Linked DNA regions of Nothobranchius furzeri: region 1 is linked to region 2. Evidence: chromatin contacts called from public Micro-C data. All regions are on one chromosome and are shown on one strand. Each heading gives the region's core, a stretch centred on a gene start, on an enhancer-like site or on the middle of the called end of the contact. The rest is flanking DNA. Distances are from core to core; before and after follow the strand shown. Region 1 has its middle 200 kb from the start of LOC107381080. Region 2 has its middle 140 kb from the start of LOC107381080.

Evidence for each region. A called contact is a pair of places that touch in the nucleus more often than the background predicts.
Region 1: a contact with region 2 is called in a Micro-C map of tail fin, with 20 times the contacts expected there. The contact joins two enhancer-like sites. A contact is called at or near these places in 2 of 2 Hi-C or Micro-C datasets (skeletal muscle and tail fin).

The regions. Positions count from the first base shown.
Region 1 is chr14:50,308,552-50,315,027 of NfurGRZ-RIMD1, forward strand. No RefSeq gene overlaps it. Among protein-coding and RNA genes, the nearest start is that of LOC107381080, 200 kb to the left of the region's middle. Within about 2 kb of position 3,055, at least 1 of the 3 cell types and tissues checked has an H3K27ac peak or open chromatin away from gene starts, as enhancers often do. A contact at or near this core is called in tail fin, where this site is marked.
Region 2 is chr14:50,242,284-50,248,243 of NfurGRZ-RIMD1, forward strand. No RefSeq gene overlaps it. Among protein-coding and RNA genes, the nearest start is that of LOC107381080, 140 kb to the left of the region's middle. Within about 2 kb of position 3,203, at least 1 of the 3 cell types and tissues checked has an H3K27ac peak or open chromatin away from gene starts, as enhancers often do. A contact at or near this core is called in tail fin, where this site is marked.

The DNA.
Region 1 (6,476 bases), core at 1,805-4,304, 66 kb after region 2:
GGATTCACTATTGGTCTTCTCTGCAGCACGCTAACCATTTGAGGAATAACGGTAGAGCTCTACAGCTCTATGAGGGGATGCAGTCAGGAGGTTCCACTGTGAAAGCAGGCTGCTTGTCAACGGTACAACCAGCATGACAACATTCAGAGGATCAGTGTCTAAGAGAAGCTGACAAGTTAGGTCGGTTCAGACATGCACCGCTCACAGGCACAAGTCAGGCTTAAATAAACGTTCACTCACAGAGTCTCTTGTAGAAGGAGCTTTACGGGTCTGAGTGCATGCATGCAGGACACAAACTTGAATTCTGACCAATTTTTTACCAATTGTTTTTAAATCAGGAAGCTTCAATCTAATCTATATGCATGCATTCGTTGTTTAAACATGTAAATTGCGGCATGGACTTTAATGAAACTCAGAAAGCAAGAAGGCTAAAGCTCAAGTCGTTTTACAAAAACTGAGTCAAAGTTTCATGCATTAGTAGAGCAGTAGGGTGTAATTTACAGTATAGACTTTGAATGCTAACATATCTAATGGCAAGCCAAGATTTGACTGTAAATCAGTCATTTTTCAACGTAAGATGAAGTAGGTCCATTATGATAATCATTCAGGAGCTGATTCATGAATTAAATATCACTTAATTTTGCACAATGCTTATTAGTTTGTTTTTTCTGGCTTGTATTGAACATGGCCTGTCAATATAGCACCTTCTAAGGTTCTACAACCGCCCAAGGACTTTACAACACAACCAGTCAATGGGCTAAGTGTCTCCTCCCCGTGAAGCTAGACTTGGATCTGAAGCCCGCCTCCCCTGAAAGTTGGTCACTTACGTCCACTGTCTCTGAGTTGGGGGTATAGAGTGGTTGATTTCACGCTGCAGTTGAGAACGTTTTAGTCTGACTGTTGTGTCACAGAAGACTGATAGAAACCTCCACCGGTACTAGAGTGGATACTCTGAGAAATTACTTATGCTTTGAGGATAAAACAGCACTGTAAACGTAATGTTCTGTCCACAAAGACGTGCGAAAGGACCAGCACAGAACGTGTCTAAGGCGACTGAACAGTAGCAGCAGGTTTGGTGGGTTAGTGGATAGAGCACCTGCCTTGCTTGGTGTTTTGCTATGACCTTAAACCAGTTCATTTCCAGGTCGTGGTAGTACCTGTGGTTCTATTAAATACACAACTAACCCTTTTTTCCATCCATCCATTATTGGCTGCTTATCTGGGGTCAGTAGCCTAAGCAGGGAGGCCCAAACTTCCCTCTCCCTAGCCACTTGGGCCAGCTGCTCCGAGGGAATCCCATGGTGTTCCCTGGCCAGCCGTGTAACAGTCCCTCCAGCGTATCCCGAGTCTTCCTTTAGGTCTTCTCCCAGTTGGATGTGCCTGGAAAACCTCACCAGGGAGGCGCCCAGGAGGCATCCTAACTAGATGTCTGAGCCACCTCAACTGGCTTCTCTCGATGTGGAGGAGCAGTGGGTCTAACCCTCCCGGATGACCGAGCTCTGGGAATCAAACTGGCATCAGGACGTGTAAAAACCAGATGAAAGGCAGTTGCTTTAACTGCTAGACCACTAAACCTAATACAACTATTGAACTGCCTAAAGACGGCTGTTGTACATGCCGGAGCGGGCACCGGCACTTTTTCCAAAGACGCTTCTTCTCATTGGTCATTGCTTCATCATTGCCCATGATGCTTTGAGAGTTATATTAAAAAATGGGTGGAGCTCAGGCTGGTGGAGGTGAGATTTCAGTGAATGAATGCATTTGATTTCCAGGTACAAAGACAGGCTGATGAAAATAACTCACATTTAAGATAAAACAACATCTCAGTAGTGCCAACAGTAAGATTTTATCATTTTCTGTGCCTACCTTTGCTCTAAAATGTTCAAAATAGCATGATCTGGCTCCTATAAATATAAAATAATTTTTTTTAAAGATCAGATATTTGTGGACAGTGAGTATTTCTAACTTGCTGATTTTGGCCTTCATCTTGAAGAGCTTGGACACCCTTGAGTTAAGCCAAGTGTTGGCTCTTTATCCTCACATGACCATCAAACCCTTCACAATAAGAGCCTCATAAGTGCATTTACCCAGCTAAAAAATAAATACCAGCTACTGGTCATTGAAATATCCTACAGTCAGTATGACACGGTGTAAACGCACAAAGGACCGGATGAGTGCATCAGATTTTTACCCAGCAGAGTTTTTATTTTAAAGTGGGTTTCCAGCTGTGAGTGGGAAATTAAATATCTGATATGAACATATTCTAAAAGCTACTGATCTCCATTGCTGTAATAAGTTTTATCCCTACACCAAAGTCACAACCCTCCAACACTGCACTCACAACCACACAAGGCTCTTACATACACAGGGGACCATGGTAACTGTTGCTGTTTGGCTCCTTTTATCCACATAGAGCCCACCACCACCTCCAGGCAACCTTTGCTCCAGCAGCCTGGCACGATGACACACCTTTTCACACATGACCTAAACATAACTGAGGCTTCAAAGCCTTTAAAATAGATAATTTCGGCCCAAATGTGTTGTTTGTATTCTGCACAAGCAGTGCACTACGTGCACATTGCTTATCACGCACAGATGTATCTGTGTGTATGTGTATGAGCCAGACCCTGGCCCTGATGAAATCATATTAATCCCCAGGATCACTAAAGCCCAGCTGGTGGCAATCTGGGACACTCCCACCCCCCCCCCGACAGTCGCCAACCGACTCAGCCAGGACCAAGCCGGGACCAGGAGTCGTAAGCTGCTTTCTCTGTGACAGCCACCACATGCCGCACAAAGACACTGGCTGGCATACGGGGGCAAAGTATGTACAGAAAGAAGCAAATAATATATATAAACAAAATGCAAAAGACATACCAGCACTAATGCAGGCAATGTCTCCACATCATCATGAAACTACACAGAGTCTGTTCTCATCATCTGCTGCTGCTTTTCACTATGAAATACATTTTATAATCCTCACAGACCACCTTAAAAACATGACCCTTCTCTAAGAAGTCTAAGACGAGTTTTAGACGGTGCAACACTGACACCCACAGGCAGAAATGAACAACTGCATGCAAATATATTTAAGGTGGACCGGTGCATTAAACACAGTCAAATCCAGCCTGAAAGCCTTCATGTGGTTTGCAGAAATAATTTTCAAACAGTTAAAAAAGAATTTATGCCAACACAAGCACAAAAGGAAATAAAGACAGACACAACTAGGTTAGTGTGTACAAAACACTGGCTCTGCAAGAAATCCAAAACTTTCTTCCTAAGTTTGTGCAGTTAGAATGTGATTGTTTCAGGAGGAGAATATATACGAACAAAAATAGAGGCTTCTGATTGAGTTAACTTAACATAAGTGGATGGAAAACGATCTACAAGCTTAGCTGAAGTGCTTCTGTGATCTAAATCTACAATAAAAAGAACACATCAGTTTGTTTTTCCAGCTTTTAGCCTCTTTACGCCTATCTGTGTGCTTGGGATGAAAGACGTTCAACATCAAGCACATTGTACTAATAACCTTCGGGCAGTGAAAGATTAGATAAAATGCAGAGGCTTCAGGACACAATGGATAGAAGAAAGACCAGAGATAGTGGTGGCAACAAGACACAGTCCAGGGCTGGGGATTAGATTGGGTGTGTGTGTATGTGGGGGGGTGGGGGGTGGGGGTGGGGGGGGGGGGGGGTTCTGTATCCAGAGGATATCCTGCACGAGCTAGAGACAAATAACTTTGATATCATGCCCATTCCGACACAGCTTACCTCCATTTCCTCAGGTTGGGTCCACTTTCCAGCCAAATTCCTCTCTATTTACTGCTCACGCAAATCTTCTTAATGAACACGTCACAGGACAATTTCACGGCTGTCATTTTAACTAGCAAGAGTAGTGAGAGCACAGGTTTGCTAACGAGGGTCGTTCTTTCAAAAGGACTTCAGCACTTGTTAGCACACCTGTGCTCTCACTGCTCTCGCAAGTCAAAACAGCTACTGTGAAAGGGTTAGCCACCATGCTAGCATCAGAAATCCCTTAAGCAAACTTGCTTTTGAAATCTCCTGTCTAGTATGGTTTTTTCAAGTCATCACAAGACCTCTGCTATACATTCTAACCACCGTATTGGAAGTACATTTTAAACACATTGTGTCGTAATCATGAATTATTTAAAAATATACCGTACTTTCCAGAGTATAAGTCGCTCCGGAGTATAAGTCGCACCAGCCATAAAATGTATATTGAAGAAGAAAAAAAAACATATATAAGTCGCACTGGACTATAAGTCGCATTTTGGGGGGAAATTTTATTATTTTTCTTACAAAATCTGAGACCAAGTGTTTCACATTGCAAGACAAGTACCGGTAACAATAACAGAATAAACAACGCGGGCGCAGCAGCGCGCCATGGTCTCCAGCAGAGGATAAAAGGTGTTTCAAACCCTCCCAGCGGGGCAGAGGAGCAGAAACCTGGACCGGAGCTGGCCCGCAGCAGCAAGGTATACATAATTTGGTATATAAGTCGCAGGACCAGCCAGACTATGAAAAAAAGTGTGACTTATAGTCCGGAAAATACGGTAGTAAGAACACATTTCTGGACATATTAACCATGTGCTAATCAACACATTTAGAGAAAGGATGCAGCAATGATCTGTGGGAGAGTAAGAAAACCTATTTTGAACATCTAACGCTGCACACTTCTGATTCGCTAATGAAATGAAGAGACTCTGAGGCTTTCGGTAACAGCTTGAAACAATTCACAAAAAGCTGCTGGTTGTTTCCATGTTTGTTGATTTTATCCAAGTAAAAATGATGTTTCTGTTCACCTGTGTGATCTAGTCACAAACCTGGGAGTTTCTAATTTAGTTAAAAGGATGATGCTATTTAAGAATTTTGCATTTAGCTCTATCCTCGCTTGTATCCAGCTTAGATCCTCTCCTGTCAGATTTACCACTTTTCAGCTCTATTCCATTAAAATTGAACAATTTAGTGAACAACTCCTATCAAACCAAACTTTCACTGCAGATATTCACATTTTTATACTTTTATTCGCAAAAAAAAGCCTCTTTTATAGCTTAGCTGTTGTGGCCCATGGTCAACCTATCACCATGACAATAAGACGATCAAGCAGAACCCCCTTAGTAACAATCTGGCCAAACAGATCTGAAAAATTATTACCACAATATTTTAACCAATGAAATTTTTAAAGTGAAATTATCATTTGAGCTACGATAACTAGCTGCTTTCTGTAATTCATCCATCCATCCATCCATTTTCAGCCGCTTATCCGGAGTCGGGTCGCAGGGGCAGCAGCCTAAGCCAAGATGCCCAGACTTCCCTTTTCCCAGCTACTTGGACCAGCTCTTCCAGGGGAACTCCAAGGCGTTCCCTGGCTAGCCAAGAAACATAGTCCCTCCAGCGTGTCCTTGGTCTTCCCTTGGGTCTCCTTCCAGTTGGACATGCCCAGGAAACCTCACCAGGGAGGCGTCCAAGAGGCATTCTGACCAGATGCTTGAGCCACCTCAACCGGCTCCTCTCGATGTGGAGGAGCAGCAGGTCTACTCCAAGCCCTTCCCGGATGACTGAGCTTCTCACCATATCCGTAAGGGAGAGCCCAGCCACTCTGCTGAGAAAATTCATTTTGGCCGCTTGTATCCGCAGTCTTGTTCTTTCGGTCACTACCCAGAGCTCGTGACCTTAGGTGAGGGTAGGGACGTAGATCGACGGGTAAATTGAGAGCTTGCCTTCTGGCTCAGCTCTCTCTTCACCACAACAGACCGGTACATCGCCCGCATCACTGCAGATGCAGCACCAATCCGCCTGTTGATTTCACGCTCCAGCTTTCCCCCACTCGTGAACAAGACCCCTGTAATTAATCATTTCAGGCATCTTAATCGTTAATTTAAATGAACTAGCATTCAGTGATACATTTTGACCCTTTGTTCATTTAGTTTTCCTGCGCAATAACATCCCTCTACTACGTATTTCCCAGCAGTGATGAGCTGCTAATGAGCAACTGCTAGGGAGTGACTTTTTTCTGTTTAGTGTCTCTCTCTCTAACTACAGACAAATATAACTAAAAACAGAGACTCCCTCGTCTCCACCACCAAAAATCCTCTGGCTTTGCTGTCTTTCATATTTGACACAGAGTAGTCTACTCTGGCAATAAAAAAAGCCTCTATTTCCTTCAGGGAGACATGGGCTTAATGAAAACAGATTGCAGGAGTGGAAATACGAGGCCTTCGCCAACATTTGGAATCTCAGAAAAGGAGGAAAAAAAACTTTTAAACATAAACTGAAGCTGTGAGAAAATGACCAAAATAGGAAATATTTCTGTTGTATTTTTCTATCCTGTTCAGAGCTGATGAAGTTCAGGTCATCAAACCCGGGGAGGTTTTGTTCCACAAATTGTGTTTTCACACTCAACTGAATCACGTGGAGCACCATCAGGATCACTTCAGTATTATTATTTTGGAGCAA
Region 2 (5,960 bases), core at 1,953-4,452:
TGACTTAGCGAGAGTTTGGAGGAAAGGAGATTGCAGAGTCATCAGTAAAATGGTCGGGCTGAGGAGCAGCAGGAGTCATAGATATGACAGGAATGACAACAAAAGAACAGGAAGGAGGTGACTACAAAGGAGGAAAAGTTGTAGAAGCAGCACTTGTTGCCAAGAACGAACTTATGTTCAAAACTTTAATTGTTTTAAAAAGTTATTATCAAAAAATTTATCTAATTTGAAGGAACAAAACAATAAATTAGTTGTAGACCTTAAAGAAGGAAAACACACATTGTTTTCCTTTAAAGGTGCAATTTGTAGGAATTCAACGGTAAAATAATAGCAAAACAGTCTAACGTCTCAATCAGTTTGGAGGGAAGGTTACATTGAGTGCAGTAGCTCAGGAGGTAGAGCGGGTTGTCCAGTTATCAGAAAGTTGCAGGTTCGATCCCAGATCTGACCAGAGCATGTTGCTGTTGTGTCTTTGGGCAAGACACTTAACCCACCTGGCCTGCTGGTGGTGGTCGGAGGGAACGGTGGCGCCAATGTTCGGCAGACTCGCCTCTGTCAGTGCGTCCCAGAGCAGTTGTGGCTACATTGTAGCTCAACATCACCAGTGTGTGAATGGGTGAGTGACTGATTGTGTTGTGAAGCGCCTTGGGGGGTTGTAGAACCCTAAGAAGGCGCTACACAAATACAGGCCATTTAACATACATAGTTAATCTTTATAATCTGCGAGTTTGTGTGGTTGCTGAGTCTACACTGAGCAAACGCTGCAGAACCAAAGCCAGTAACCAGGAGCGACCCAGAAGTTATTTCTTGTACCCCTAAGAATCCATGGCATGTTTTTGCTTTTTATTTTAATATTGGGTGAAGCACGCTAGAGGCTAACATTGAGCGAACAATGCTAACGATGAATTAGAAGCAAATATCTCAAACTACTTTATCTACCACCAAAAACTCAATGTTACAGTGAAATGCGTGTGTGAAGTGAACAGTGAGTCAATCGTGACGTTTTACTTCCTTTAATGACTCGTTCAGTACTATAACAGCAAGATGGCAAACAACCGCACTTCCCTTGACGCTGGGGATAAACTGCCATAATAAGTGTAGTGAGTGCCCTCTACTGTCAAACACCCAAGAGTGCTAACATCAGACATGACAATTTATTAGTAACGCAAGGTTTAAAGGGTATACATATAACCGGTGTGATTTTGGCATATTACTTAAAAGTATAGACAACAGGCTAACCGGATGTGCTTGCTGATGATGTCATCGAGGAGCTCAACAGTGTTAGCTTCAGGGGAGCAACGTGGTGAGTGGAGTCTGTCAGCCTAACCAGAATCAGGGGAAGATGCAGCTGAAGCTTACGTCGCCAAGAGAAGTTATGAATTTTCAATGGTATTTTACCAACAGCTGACTAAAACCCGCGGCCACATAGCAGTGGCGTATTTAAATCACCGCTTGCTAGCCGCAATGTACCTTCGGAATTCACCAAAAACGTATGTTTTGCACGTAAACGTTGCCCACATCACAGGTGAGCTTCAGACGGCAGGTTATTGAGTCTCACTTCCTGATGTTTGGACATCTCAACAGCAACGCAACTATCACTGACTTGCAACATGAATGTTTTATCATTGCAAATAAGACAAATCTGGAGAATCTTCTGCCGTGTGGTGAAGTTGCTAATGCTAGTGTTAGCCTAAACTAGCCTAGACATCTGCTGCTGTTAAAACAACAGCCTTCCTCATCATAAGTCAAGATTGGTGAGTCTATGAATGCTAATTCACAGTGTTACATAGATCTGTCGGGCTTTTCAAATCCCAGATTTTAACTGTCTATTTCCTATCAGAAGCTAAAGCAGGAGATAGGTGTAGAAGACTGTTTTCATGTTTAGCCTGCATGAAAAACTCAGAATGACAGAAACTTTTAAAATAGTTTTTCAGAGAACCACACCTTTAAAAACGGACTGCAGTAACCACATTTAACCACAGGGTGTCATTCTTACAAATTACACCTTTAAGTTGACAAAATAATCCTCAAGATTTATTTTTCTTATATTAAATCCGCATGTTGGAGAGATGTGGGGAAGAATGACGGAAAGAGGGTCAAAACTGGTTGTTTCTAATTGACCAGATAACAATAGGGGCTGTTTAAAGGGGTCTGAAAATAATTCTTGTTTGCCAAGAAGTCATAGAATGTTTAACAAATGCTTTTATGAACCCTACCTTCGTCATATTTGATGGTTGTTCCGCCAGAAGAATTATTACACTCACTTGAAGAGCTTAAGTAGCTAGCTTAACAGCTAATTTCTGCTCAGGTAAGCACAAGATGTGGAATTATGATGCAGCTGCAAATGCCTATAAAGTGTAATTAGCATGAACTACAATACAATTTGTATTCAGACACTTGTAACAGATCTCACTCAGTCTGGTTTGGTCTAATCTGTCTTTATTCAAACTGAGGCCCTTCATAGAGGTTCCTATGATATTCCACAAAAACATGCTTCAAAACCTTTGAGGTTTTACTTAGACTTCACAAAAGCTAACTAGATCTGTCAGGTGTCCTATAAACACTCACTTTATTATAAACAAATGTGTGGGTGTCACACATCATTCACTGCTTAGACATGTAATAAATATTAAATTAGAACATCAGCTGTTGCCTTCCTTGTTCAACGTGGAGCTTATGTGATGAAATTAATATTTCTGCATGAATGTGCACGTTTGAGACTAAATCCAACTTCAGCTGCAGTAGAACATCGCCCCCTGTTGACCATCATCCACAGTCAAGCCTCCAGAACGATTGGACCTATTTGAGCTTCTGCTGCCTCCTGTTGGCCAACACAGGAACTGCACAGCCCTGACAGGTTTGAGGTAAATGAGTCCTGATGAAACACCAGAGGGCGAAAAGGAGCTCCCTGGTTAAAAGTTGGCAATCCCATGTGGAAAGTTCAGTCCAGAGGCCTTGCTGAAGTTTGATTTCATCTGAAACCCCCCCCCCCCCCCCCTCCCCTAATACTAATTTTAAGCACAAACACACATTAGAGTTAAATAGCAGATTTAATTGAAAAACTGATTATATTTGGCTTTTTGCACAAAGGTTTGTGGGCAATATCTTCTATGGGACACAACAAAGTCTGACGAAGCATTTGCTGAAGGGAAAATATATTGTGACACAAACCTCCTATTCATTATTTTGGTTCTAATCCAGGATTTTTTTTCCCGCAGTCGGAGTCCTGGCGAGCATCTGCTGTATATGCAAACACCCGCCCTCACACCTTCTCACTCATATTCGAATGAGATAAAATTTTAATGACCCTTCTGGGAAAGCTAGGCATCTTTTCACACGAGGCTACAACACACACACACACACAACGTGGTGGCAGGTGAATGTTTTGGGCCAAAAATGGACGTTTTGTGTGGTGGGTGAAGCCGTAATGACTAAAACAGTGCAGGTTGGAAATCCAAACCCAACAGAGACAGAAGAAGGAGGTTGCTGAGCTTCAGAATGGGAGAAACAGGTGAATTTGAGAGATTATTTTGTGCTAAAAGTGAAATAGGTGTAGAAATGGATCAATGGAAAGGTCAAAAAGTGAACAGGAAGTCATTTGTTTCTGATATGAGCTCATCGGTGCAGCCTAAATTGCAGAAAGTAGCAAAACTCTTCTCATAAAAAGCTACCTGTGCAGGCAAAATTACATACATACACATACACACACACACACACACATACACACACACACACACACACACACACACACACACACACACACACACACACACACACACACACACACACACACACACACACACACACACACACACACACACACACACAGCAGCTCACATGCCATCAAAGCCCTCATTGTTTTCCTCCTTATCACTTTCCCTTCTGCCGTTTTCCCTTCCTGCACTCCCTTACCTGCCCTTATCTCACCTCCCTTTCATCTTAGGAGAGGCCTCCGAGGACCCAGGACAAAGAGAGCAGGAGAGGAGGCACGAAGGAGCACCAGCAGCAGAGGCATGAGAAGAGAGAGGAGATGCAGAGAAGCTGAGAAGAGACGGAAGCGTAGCCCGCCTTATCGGAGATAACACACACACACACACACACACACACACACACACACACACACACACACACACACACACAGGGGCCATTGTTGTACGGTTTTGCTGCTGGGCCTTGTGATCACACAGGCTCAGAATGATGAACGTGTGGCCCCTCTTTCTTCCTCGCTCCTCCTTTCATCTCCTCTTGACCCGTCTCTGGATGCTCAAAGGCCTCCTCTCTTCCTCCTCCCAGTCCTCGTCAGCTCTGGTGGTTTTTCACGTACGCAACGACAAATTAAATGTTTGTCTTTCAAAGAAAACTTTTATGAGTTTGATGCATTTGCTTTGTTGTTTGCATTTGGACTTCTCGGGTTTCTTCTCACACGAAACCCTCACCTGGCGACCTGACAGAGATTTCCTACAACAGAACAGAAAGATCTGCTAAAACCCAACTCTAAAATAATGACTGACACCAAACATCGAGTCCATCGTGTCTGTCCTTCTTCCGTCCTCAAAAACCTCAAATCAGGCTCTGCAGTAAGTTTCCTCTGGTTGAACGTAGACTTAGACAGATATGGGGTTTTCTATTGTCGATGCCGATGCCGATATGTAGAGGTTATGGTCAGCCAGCATGTTAATCAATTAGTTAATCAAACAAATTCATGAATTAAATATACAAAACAGGTAAATAAAAACAAATGCCACTTGACTAAAATGTTTAAAGCAGATCTCTTTCAGTGATGTAAATATACAGTCCAATAAAACTTGGCAGCAGCACTGGGCTGCCCATGGATGTGCCCGACTTTAAATCATTCATTTATTTGCTGAATCTTGTAATATAAGACTGAACTGGATGCATAAATCTGACTTCACATCTAGATTTTTTAATACACTGCTAAAACAGATTTTCAAGACGGTAACAAAAGGCTTGGTTTTAGATCTTATTTTCAGTCTGAAAAGAAAAATGGCTTCATCTGCAAAAGCACTGACTACTTGAAATAAAGTTTATATTCTCAAATATGATCCAAAGTTTTTAGTTATGAGTAGAAAAGCAACCCGCTAATGGGGAAAGCAAACGTGGCTTGGCTTCAGGCGACGGGATCTGGAGTCTTGTTTCCTGATATTTGGCCATCTCTCCTCTGATTGGCTAACAGCAATGCGACCATCACTGACTCAATAGGGAGGCCAAGTTACGTACATCTACTTCCGGACCATGGGCCCTGGAAGAACGAAAGAAAATATAATAATAATAAATAAAACATGGATGCAAATCAATGCAAGTCAATGAGGCTGAAACAAGGGGCCATTATGGTCTACATTTTTTGAAGCCAAGGAGGAGGGGCTAAATTGCAGTTCCAGCCTCATCCACCAGGGGGTGGCACCAGAAGTGAGCAAATCCTCATTGACTTGTTAAAATACCAATTTCACAGCAAACATGTTTACAGCCTAGTTCCAAAACCATTTTAGGTTGAATAGATCTAGTTTATATTCATGACAACCCTGAGGGGGCAAATTTTTGGTAACTTTTTTTTAAGTGGAATGAAATGCTTAAAATTCTGAGTAATTAATTAGCACCAGAGTCACGTGACTTAAGAGCTAGCTCCGGAGAAAGGCCTCAGCCTGGACCTGGGCCTCACGTTAATAGATGTTCGACCATTTCGACTCTCTGAACTTTAGCTTTGTCTGTGTCTGTGTTTGGATGTTAATCATGGAATTACTTGGACAAAAAGGGCAAGCTGTGGTTGTTGACTGCGCTAAAAGATCATCCAAGCAGTTTCTGCTTCTTTTTATCGTAAGTAAAATGATATTTCTGTACTTTATTTCGCTGGTTCAATGGGGGTGGGGGGGTATGCTGTCATTTAACTGCTTGTTCAAACATGTTAGTGGGACTGCTGGCTGGATAAGGAACTTGAGCTGATG